2 separate regions of the Ctenopharyngodon idella genome follow, and region 2 is linked to region 1. The links are chromatin contacts, called in public Hi-C maps. All regions are on one chromosome and are shown on one strand. The core of a region is the stretch at or near the end of the contact, and the rest is flanking DNA. Distances in the headings are between cores, read along the strand shown.

Evidence for each region. Hi-C and Micro-C count contacts between places; a contact is called where the count stands out from the background.
Region 2: a contact with region 1 is called in a Hi-C map of muscle, with 3 times the contacts expected there. The contact joins the promoter of guca1b here to the promoter of LOC127505263 in region 1. A contact is called at or near these places in 2 of 2 Hi-C or Micro-C datasets (both in muscle).

The regions. Positions count from the first base shown.
Region 1 is chr22:8,443,612-8,449,524 of HZGC01, reverse strand. It overlaps LOC127505263 (kelch domain-containing protein 8B-like), which reads right to left and starts at 3,357. Exons shown (of 7, transcript XM_051880704.1): 1 at 3,171-3,357.
Region 2 is chr22:8,572,194-8,578,106 of HZGC01, reverse strand. It overlaps guca1b (guanylate cyclase activator 1B), which reads right to left and starts at 2,781. Exons shown (of 4, transcript XM_051880083.1): 1 at 2,164-2,781; 2 at 1,802-1,951; 3 at 1,370-1,484; 4 at 559-1,204. The coding sequence starts at 2,364. The coding sequence ends at 1,077.

The DNA.
Region 1 (5,913 bases), core at 2,108-4,607:
GCTCTAGTTGGATGCCGTCGGGGGGTTTTCGGCCCGACTGTGAAATAGAAAACTCTGATTGGCTGTTCAGCTTAGCGAATGGGTCAGTGCACGAGAATAAAAAGCGAAAGTGATGAAAGCGAGCAAAGAAGTCAAGATAGTACAGACAGAAGGCTGTTATAATTTTATGTCATCTTTCCTGAGCATCTGAATGCACGAATATTTTCATAATAACATGAGTCGAAAGAGTGTGAAAAGAGATTCAAAATACTCTGTCGATTTTGGACATACAGATAAGAGTTCTACATCATTCAAAACTGAATTTCTTTTGTTTATTTGTGTACACTCACAGTAAAAACACAATGTTGTGCTTCTGTTCCTCTAATCCAGGGGTATCCAAACTCAGTCCTGGAGGGCTACTGTCCTGCCGAGTTTAGCTCTAGCTTGCCTCAACACACCTGCCTGGAAGTTTCTAGCAGAGGATTATTACTGGGAGATAAGAGGGTCCGCGGCTCTACCATTGGAGAAAGCATAACAGCTGACTTGGATCATGTGTGCCTTGGTAACCAGTAACATTACAGCCTTGACGTCATTGAATTTCATTCAGGGTTGTGCGACAGTCAATCACTGTTTGCAGATACCATAGAAATGAATGAGAATTGCCGTAAATTGAATCATACCTGTCGCGCAATTGTCTGTGACTTCTCTTATAAAACAACATTTTTTTTCCGGTGTAAACTCTAAAATTAGATCACTCAAACATATAAGAGAAAACTTGTTGAAGATTAGCCGATGGGCTGTCGATTCATTAAATGATTAGCTATTTCCTCACAAAAATTGTTTATTTACCATAGTGAAGCCTCTCCTCCATTGATATCCATTTAAAAAACAGCCTCTAGTCTCCTTCCCTGCATACTGCAGCGTTTTTTCGGCTAAGGTTGCAGGCTTACCTTCAAGTGGCTTTGTTTCTAGTTTGCCTATTAAGACCTTGATTAGCTGGTTCAATTGTGTTTAATTGGGGTTGGATTTAAACTCTGCAGGACATTGGCCCTCCAGGAGTAGGACTGGACACCCCTGCTGTAGTCAGTAGCAGACCCCGGCTGAGGAAACATATACTTGCTTAAAGCAGTAGTTTACAAGGTGAGTACAAGGCACAGCCCCCACAAACAGCTCCATTCTCAAAGACAATTGTCCATTCTCTATCATCTCACTAAAATTCACATTTACTTGTCTCGCTTAACACAATGTTCCTGGTTGCATTGTGAACAATTTATCAGTGCATGTTATTCCAAAAGACAAAATTTGTTTGTTCTCATAATCTTTAATCAAAATGTAAAAACTACTCCTCTGACAGAATTTTTCTTTTCTGCTGATATCATGTAGGCCATTCATTGTATTAACCAATAGCCAAATGGCTATTTAGCCACTGTTTTTGCATCTATTCTGATATGAAAAACCCATCGCCCAATCAAATTCCACCCTATTTTTGCCTCATTCAAAATTCTGTTTCACTCAGAAATACATTACAAAAATATACATTACAAATATCTCAAAATATCTTCTTTTATGTTCCACGGAACAAAGAGGTAAGTAAATTACAGATTCATTCATTATTTTTAATAATTTTAGTAAGTATTGATTTTAGATCTAACACTTTAAAGCGTCTGCTTGGCTAATGTTAAAGTGTTAGTTCAACCAAAAATGAAAATTCTGTCATTAATTACTCACCCTCATGTCATTCCACACCCGTAAGACCTTCGTTCATCTTCAGAACACAAATTAAGATATTTTTTATGAAATCCGAGAGATATATGACTCGTCCATAGACAACAATTTAACCACCACTTTCAAGGTACAGAAAGGTACTAAAGACATCGTTAAAACAGTTGACGTGACTACAGTGGTTCAGCCTTAATTCTATGAAGCGACGAGAATCATTTTTGTGCGCAAAAACAAAAATAACGACTTTATTCAACAATATCTTCTCTTCTGTGTCATTCTCATACGTTGTTTACGTTCAGTGCTTCCCGGTTCTAACGCAGACTCAGTATTGGCAGAGGCTGATCACGTGAGCAGCACGACGCATTCGTGTGATGCTGACGCAGAGCCGGCCAATAATGAGTCGGCGCTGAACGTAAACAGTGTATGAGAATGACACAGAAGAGAAGATATTGTTGATTAAAGTTTTGGTTTTTTTTCACACGAAATGTATTCTCGTTGCTACATAAAATTAAGGTTGAACCACTGCAGTCATGTCGACTTACAGGTGTGGAACGACATGAGGGTGAGTAATTAATGACATAATTTTCATTTTTGGGTGAACTAACCCTTTAACCTAAAAAAAAAAAAAAAACTTTTCTCAGTCAAAAGCAGTGGAAATTACATCTTAAGACAGGTACACAAACTATTAGCATAAAAAGATGAAGATCACAACTGCGGATTTCATTACTATGATCTTGTAAAATGGTTTTGTTGAAACATTAATCCCAAATTTAAAATGCCATCTTAGATGAAAGAAAACAGCTATGCAACAGGTGATTAAATTAAGCGAGATTATTGCTGTACTGTGTACTGTGACAATAAAAGCTCTTGTTGTTATTGGATTTGTTTAATCATGCGAATAATAGCCTAAAGTTAGATGCCTCTCACTAAACAACCATTCTCCATAATAGAAACGGCCATTCTCTTAACATATCCTTGAGAGGTATGTAGCAGTTCAGCATTATAACAGTTGGGGGTTGTGCAGTGCTGACCTAATGCGGAACAGCATCTCCAAAACCCGTGAAAACACACCAAAGACACACTGCGCGGACCGCCTTACCCAGTCCTGAACTCAAAAATATGCATTTATATAAAAATAGTACATACTACATCAACCAAAACATCCTGAAATCAAGATTAAATCATAAAGATACTCGTTGCAACCAACATCAGCGTTCCTAAAACACGACAATAAGGCTTATGTGATACGCTTTTTATTCGACGGTCAAATATTTTATAGAAATTATAATAAATTAATTTATAATCGTTAAAACGTGATGTCTTAATATCATAATACAGATTATTAAGCTATAGGTGGGTCTTCTCAAAAACAGGCACAAACTGCAGTCAGCACCATGTGCCTCGAGTAGGCTATATGCAAAATAACACGAAAAAACTTTCAATAATAACCTTCTCGTGCGTATTATTACCTTCTTGTTTTGTCCTTCTCGAGCGAATTTCCAAAAGTCAGTGAATAAGAGTGAGCTTCTTCAAACTTCAATCAGATTTTCATCTCAACGCGCATCTCATACCGGAGACAGTAGCGTTATGCCAGCGGTTAGTTTGGGTTTCGGACAGATGCTTCTCGCACGAGTATCTCCATTGGCTCAGCATCACTTACTTCGCCCTCCCCTGAATGCTCACACGCGCTGTCTGCATCCTGGATGTATAGTTACTTTGACAGAGAACTACAAAGTGAACACTTGGGATCAAAACAAGTATAGATTTATCTTACATCCTTTTAATGTAACTTCAAAGTATTCAAGAGTTCAATTGGTTGACTGTTCAAGACAAGAAATCTATCGCTTTAATTAATCTTATTTGCAACGACAGAAAATTGCTTGTTGCTATAAAATTATTATCATTGATATCTTATTTGTTAATTCAGTGGAACTTAAAAACACACACACACACACACACAAAAAGATCATTCATGCTTTAAGTGTCAAGTTTGTGCTCAGTTACGATTGCCCTCATGTTTCCACTAGAATGCGTGATATATAGGCTAGACATTCGAAATGAAGAATTAGTGATCCTGTTGCGATCCTCCCTCGAATCCTCCTGTGCCTCGCATGCTCCGACTATTATAACAAATAACATGGGTTATGGGGCTGCTGTGAGTGACAGACTCAGTAATGAAGTGCATCGGTGCAAGCTGTCATTTTGGAACACTACTGCCCCCTTTTGGCATTTAGTGAAATTGTCGCGTATCAGCAACACTGTTACTATTTGTCACGTTTTATTCCAGTGAATTTCTCAGGATAGGTTCAGTTTTGAAAATAAGTTTCTGTCTAGCCACATACGGTAAAGTCGTGACTGCGAAAAGGCCATTATTTAAAAAAAAAAAGGCCACCATTATGGCCTAGCAAAGTAAAAAAGAAAGAAAGAAAGAAAGAAGAAAAAGGTATGTGTGTGTGTGTGCATGTGTGAAATTTCTTACAAATAATCAGCTGTGTATAGAACCACAAGTGAAGCATGACATAATTAAAGGCAATGAAGATAAATCAGTCATGGGTCTGTATCCTTGGAAATGGAGCGATAATGTAAACCTTCACATTATTTTCAAGTCATTAGGCAAGAATACAATACTCTTAGCTGTGCTGTGGCCTAAAAGCAAGTTGTACCACACTTTAAATGTGCGCTAATTATGCAACAGCACCTCATTTAGCCTGTAATGAAAAATCTCTGACTACCACAAAGACAGTTAATGAGCAAAACACATATTGGGGTAATGAATTAAAATGGAAGTGTGCATTGGTAAAAACAAACACATATATGAGAAAAAACAAAACAAACAAAAAAACAGGTTGCTAAAGTATTAGGTCCATACATGACATAAAAGACATTTCAGATGAATAGAGTGAATATTTCTGTTGCCCTGCTAATTGTCTTCTCAAGCAATAACAAGTCTTATTGTTACAATATATTGAATGCAATAAATAGACCTTCAGTCACTCTGAAGAGCAGCCGATTCTTGCATACTAACAAAGACAGAGATCCTCATGAACAAACATGCAGACAACACACACTCAGACTATTCAGTGTAACTAATTATGACTCTCCTCACTGCATCCATGGTGAACTCGATCAATTGATCTCATTTGCACATTCTCCTGAGGAGGAATTACTGCCTGTTGTCTCCGATCGATCACCTCTGCAGAGTCTCTGTGTGAGTTCACTGCTGAAGACAGGAGGTCAGCAGGAGGAAATGAATGCTTGAGTCAAACTTCTCAACCACTGCACTGACAGGCCAACACAAACATCTTAAACACAAAAAAAAGAGACAGAGGTGGGAAAACAATGAATATGAAATAGTGCACTGCATAGCTATTAATCATGTGAGCAGGGTCACAGGGTCGGCTTTATCTGAACGTTAAAAAAACTAATATATATATACACACACCGATCAGGCATAACATTATGACCACCTTCCTAATATTGTGTTGGTCCCCCTTTTGCTGCCAAAACAGCCCTGACCCATCAAGGCATGGACTCCACTAGACCCCTGAAGGTGTGCAGTGGTATCTGGCACCAAGATGTTTGCAGCAGATCCTTTAAGTCCTGTAAGTTGTGAGGTGGGGCCTCCATGGATCGGACTTGTTTGTTCAGCACATCCCAATTTGGAGGCCAAGTCAACACCTCAAACTGTTGGCGCTTTCAGCGGTGGGCAGGGGTCAGCATGGGCACCCTGACTGGTCTGCAGCTATGCAGCCCCATACGAAACAAACTGCAACACACTGTGTATTCTGACAACTTTCTGTCAGAACCAGCATTAACTTCTTGAGCAATTTGAGCTACAGTAGTTCGTCTGTTGGATCGGACCACACGGGCCAGCCTTCGCTCCCCACGTGCATCAATGAGCCTTGGCCGCCCATGACCCTGTCGCCGGTTCACCACTGTTCCTTCCTTGGACCACTTTTGATAGATACTGACCACTGCAGACCGGAAACACCCCACAAGAGCTGCAGTTTTGGAGATGCTCTGACCCAGTCGTCTAGCCATCACAATTTGGCCCTTGTCAAACTCACTCAAATCCTTACATTTGCCATTTTTCCTGCTTCTAACACATCAACTTTGAGGACAAAATGTTCACTTGCTGCCTAATATATCCCACCCACTAACAGGTGCCGTGATGAAGAGATAATCAGTGTTATTCACTTCACCTGTCAGTGC
Region 2 (5,913 bases), core at 1,532-4,031, 130 kb before region 1:
GTCCGGGTGCTGAATTGGCCTGCCTGCAGTCCAGATCTTTCACCTATAGAGAACATCTGGCGCATCATTAAACGAAAAATACATCAAAGACGACTACGAACTCTTCAGCAGAATCCTATATCAGGCAAGAATGGGACCAAATTCCAACACTAAAACTTCAGAAACTCATGACCTCGATGCCCAGACGTCTTCAAACTGTTTTGAAAAGAAGAGGAGATGCTACACCATGGTAAACATGCCCCTGTCCCAACTATTCTGAGACCTGTAGCAGGCATCAAATTTGAAACGAGCTTATTTTGTGCATAAAATTGTAAAATTTCTCCGTTTAAACATTTGTTATGTTATCTATGTTCTATTGTGAATAAATATTAGCTCATGTGATTTGAAAGTCTTTTAGTTTTCATTTTATTCAAATTTAAAAAAACGTCCCAACTTTTCCGGAATTCGGGTTGTACTTATTACCATTGATTATATGTAACACAACTAACAAAAATGCATGTAACCAAATTGTATCTAACACAATAGCGTGAGCTTGTAAGAAATGAGAAAAACGTGAAATTCATTAATAGTATATTTAATGTATGATTGACGAGTTTTATTTTTAAGAAATGTACAGATGCAAATACTTTTACAATTGTGGCCTTCAAGAGACTCCAGTCTTTACAATATTCATATATTTACAAACATCATATATGCCCATTTGAAACTGATGGCTGTTATTTATTAACTGAGTAATATGCCAAATAGAGTAAAACAAACGCACCTCATCTGCAGAATAATAGATCAATATTTAAAGTGAGCTGTTCACAGATCCTAGCAACAAAATTGAAAGAAACAATAAAGAAAACATGAATACATATAAATACATGTAGATAGAATGAATTCTGTTTGTCAAAAAAAGAAAAAAAAAACAGGAGACAGACACTACTAAGTAAAAAAAAAGTGATATAATTTGTACTGATGACTCAAGATTCACTTTCATGAACCATGACTAAAACTGAAGTTGTGAAACTATGCATGTATATGTTGGTTAAGGGGTAGGCTTATGTTAAGGGTTGTTTTGGTGAATATGGAGTTCAGAAGTTGGCGCTGCGCCGTCTCTGTTCATTGATCCAGTCTCCAGGGTTCACGTCCATTTGCAGCATCTTCATGACCCACTTGTCACGTCGCGCCCCGTCAATGAACTCATCCAGGGACAACTCCCCTGTGGACACAGGACAGAAACTCAGCATCAGCTGCTTTATAAAGGCTGCCTTTAAGCAGAAAGCTCGACTTTTTTCCACAGTTTAATAAATTATTAACATCAATGAAAAAAGACTAGTGTTTGGCTAGCCTGTCTAGAAAAATAATGAATCATAGTAGGTGTTACCATCTCCATTCTCATCCACTAGCTCAAATATTCGGTCCACCACCTGATCTGGGGTCAGTAGGTTACACTCTTCATCAAGTTCACCATGGCAGGCTTTCTTTAGTCGGTAGATTGACTATAAAAGTAAAGTAAAGGTGCATATTTTAATCATAAACGCATAAATGTCTTCTTTACAGTGGTACTAAAAACTATTATAGCATCTTGGCACACAAATGTCCTGCTATCACAGAGGACATATGGATTAATCCCCTGTAAACATCTCACTTGTAAGTTTAAATGTCAAGGTGAAAGTGATGAAACCAGTCATGAAATTGTAATCTCAGTACAAATGCAAATGCTTTTTTCTTAAGTAAACCACTGAAGAATTGTAATCTTAACTTATGTTTAAGTCGGTCTGATTGACAATCAGAAAAGGACACGAGGGATGATTACCTCCACAATCTCCTTGAGCTCTGTTTTGTCGATGCAGCCACTCCCATCCTTGTCATACATTTTAAAAGTCCATTTCAGTTTGTGCTCCAACTTTCCTCGCAGCACTAGATTCAAGGCTGCAACATATTCCAGAAAATCAATAGTGTTGTCCTATGAAAAAAATGAAAGGGAAAGAGAAAATAGGATTGACCTGTCAAAAATTCTGAGAATTCTATGAAGTTCAGGTACAACATGCCACAGGAATATACAGTATATTATATAATTATATTATGTTATTTTTGAGTGTCAAGTATTTTCTACACAGTCTCCTAGAGAGTGTTTATGCCTACTTTTTGTAAGTTAACTGAAATTGAATCACTTACCCCATTTTTATCAAAAGCACGGAACATGTTTTCTATGTAATCTGCCGCTTCCGGGTTTTCCGTTACCCCGAAGAAGCTCTTGAACTCGTGCATGAAGAGGGTTCCGCTCGGACATTCCACCACAAACTTTTTATACCACTCCTGCAGTTCTGCAACATCAATTTCTTTTTCGTCAGAATCCTCACTGAGTCGCTGACCCATCACGAAAGATGGCAATAAAAAACACAAGCTCTGCTTCTCAACAAAAAATGTCCATGATCACATCTGGCAGCTTCACTTTCCTGGAGTTCTCCCTGATCCAGACATCCCAATAACCCTTTAAGTCCCACAAAATGATGATACAACACTGAAAATGTCTGATTTAGGATACAAATCTTTAAAAATATCAGAAAAACCTGAAGTTAAAATTTTCAATATTTACCAAAGTGTAAAAGTAACCTCAACCTTTCAGCAAAGGTGCTCTACTGGCTTGGGATTCAGCACAAGGGCTATTTTGGATCACATGACTACAAGAGATTATTCATATCAATCCATGTCTGAATCAATTAGCTTGAAACAAGATCAAGAGCTTTGCTATAATTCAACATTTAGTACACAGAGCGTTCCAGTTCAGGTTCAAGGGCTCCCTGAGGGTCTCATGTCAGAACATTAAACATGATCTGACTATTTTTACCTGTTCAAATTAAAATCATTTAGGTTTAAAGGGTTAGTTCACCATCAATTGTTCAGAGCACCAAAATCCCATGATTTCAGTAAACGAGGCTTCCTTACGTCATAAGTGTTTTGAAACTTCAATAGTTCACGTGACTTTGGCAGTTTGATACGTGCTCCGAACCACTGATTCGAAACAAATGATTCGTAAAGCTTCGAAGCTTCATGAAGCAGTGTTTTGAAATCACCCATCACTAGATATTGTTGAATAAAGTCACTATTTTAAATTTTTTGGTGCACAAAAAGTATTCTAGTCGCTTTATAATATTAAGGTTGAACCACTGTAGTCACATGAAATGTTTTAAGTATGTTTTTAGTAGCTTTCTGGGCATTGAAAAAGGGAGTGTTATTGCTGACGATGCAGGCCTTACTGAGCCATCGGATTTCATCAAAAATATCTTAATTTGTGTTCCGAAGATGAACAAAGGTCTTACGGGTGTGGAACAACATTAGGGCGAGTAATTAATGACGTAATTTTCATTTTTGGGTGGACTACCCCTTTAAGGCCACAAAATACTACAGAAAAATTATTCACTTTCATCACTGAAAATGGAATAAGTGAAAATGCATTTAGACATATGGGTCCCAGCTCTGGGTGTCCATGAAGGTCTTGCAACGGGTTTAAAAAAAATTCTATATATTTCAAATAATAAATGTGGTACATTAATGATATGTTAAGTATTACAGAAGGCAGTAATGTTTACTAAAGCTATTAATCAAAGTTATGTCACTAAAATGTTAGGAAATCTAGCATTTTTACATTGGGGGGTCCCTTGTTTGGCTGAGAGTCTGGATGTGGAGGGGTTCCCTGGATCCAAATGTTGAAACCACTGCCTATATACATCTTGATCACTCAATCCTGTGAATCATTCAGACAATCTGAGTCATAATCCCTTCTGCCCTCTGCTCTTACTATTTTTAGTTTTATAAAAATAGGATCTAGAGAAGTCTGGCCTAGTTCATGAGGGAGGTGCACTTTGTCTGGACACGTACCACTTCAGACCACAGTGAAAACTAAAATCAAAATGGTTACACTCTTAAAAATAAAGGTTCTTCATTGGTATCTGGAACCTTCAACATCCATGGAAACTTTCCATTGCGCAAAAGGTTTTTTATAGTGGAAAAAATTCCTTGGATTATTAAAATGTTCTTCACACACGCACACTTGCACATACACACACACACACACACACACACACACACACACACACACACCGGATTATATACGTAAGCAATAAGGTACTCAAGGCTGTGCTGTATTGTGAATAAGTCACGGCTGAAGGGTGTTTCGCGGTGTGCCTGCAACCCTTTCAGCTGTGACTTATTCATGATACAGCACTAGCCTTGAGTACCTTATTGCTTTTATAACACGGTTACCACACAATTCAAATATTAAAGCCAAAAACATGTATCAATGCAACTTTCATGAAGTAAACCTTCACTAAGTGTCGGAAAAAATAGTCCCTGACCGTGAACAGCAACAGAAGTTACATTATTACGCCATTAGATGGCGGCAAAGACTTTATGAGTGTGTCAGTCAGTAGCGAAGACTTTTACATTGAAAAGACTGAATTGTTGTGAACACGGAACAAGACGCAACTGACAAATGCTTTGACTAGCGCTGTCAGTCACGGGAAAACCCCTTAACTGTTAAAAAGACAAGATAATTTTATTATGAACAGGACTGACCTGAAGGAAAATGCTAAATCTGAATGCAGGTAATAAACTCGCTCACTCGATCTTTTTCTCACAATACTTCTCTACATAATACAGTAAGCTTCAATGAACAATATCAATTGAGAACAAACAGTTTATGTTGCTAAGAGTGGTTGCTAAGGGTGTTGTGTAGTGATACACAGAACCGTTGGGTAAAGCGGTCATAGCCGTGTTTTATTGTGAATAAAACACAGCTATTGACCAATCAGAATCGAGGACAGGAACTAACCTTTTAACTAACTTTTATAAGTGATATATATGCAAAGCAGCACACTGATGGTATGATTTCACTATAATAATCTTGTTATATACAGTATGCAGGGGAGAAGTACCCGTCTTACAATCTTCACAATGCTTTGATGCATTGTACTGTTCATACACACACCTGCATGTCAACATACTCGTCAAAGACGGTCAGTGTGTGTTCAAGTGCAAGTAGGCTACATAAGGTCTGTGTTTTGTCAGTCCGTGAACTTTAAAGACCTTTTCCAAAGTGCTGACTACATACTTGATGAGGATAAGCTCCTCTGGCCTAGAGATATCCAGGCCACTCATTGCACAATAAAATAATAATCCCATTGGATTAATACAGAATACAATAACAAATATGGAGAACATGTACACAACACATATTTAAAAATGCAAATAATATTTAAGCCTAAAAACCTTTTCTACTATTCATTTCACTCATAGCTTACTTGTATTTTTCTTTTGTGCCATGCACCAGATGACAAATCTTTGCCAGTGTTATTAAAATGCCTTTAAAATCAATTAGATCGGAAAACGATTTAGTAGTTGTAGAGTCATAACAACTCCAAATGAGACAGTAATCAGGACTGACTAATGGAGAAATAAGCACTGAGTGAGTTCACTTTGAATGTGTTTAATTACAATTACAAGTCATACCTGGATTTTAATATCTTTAGTTTTATTAAACTGCTGTGCTGATTTTTATGATTATTATATAAAATTATTCATCACTATAGTCTAATCTGATATGACACTAAATCAGTTATCATGACACAAATATAGCCTGCAAATCATTAATATGGACAAGAGGAGAAAGCACAAATGTAACTAAAATTTAAACAAAGTTTATTCTGAAGTTTCAATTTACAAAAAAATACTAACAGATGCCCCTGGGTGTCAGTGTTACAAAGGCTACAGTTTCACGGTGATTGCTTGGTTGATCAGTTTTTTGTTTTTTAGCATATTTCTTTTAAAACACATTGAATACATAGTGGACTGGTAATTGATTTACACACAAAATATAGTTTATAATTGCTCGGATTAAAGGCCTTAAAGTCAAATAGTCTTGTGAGG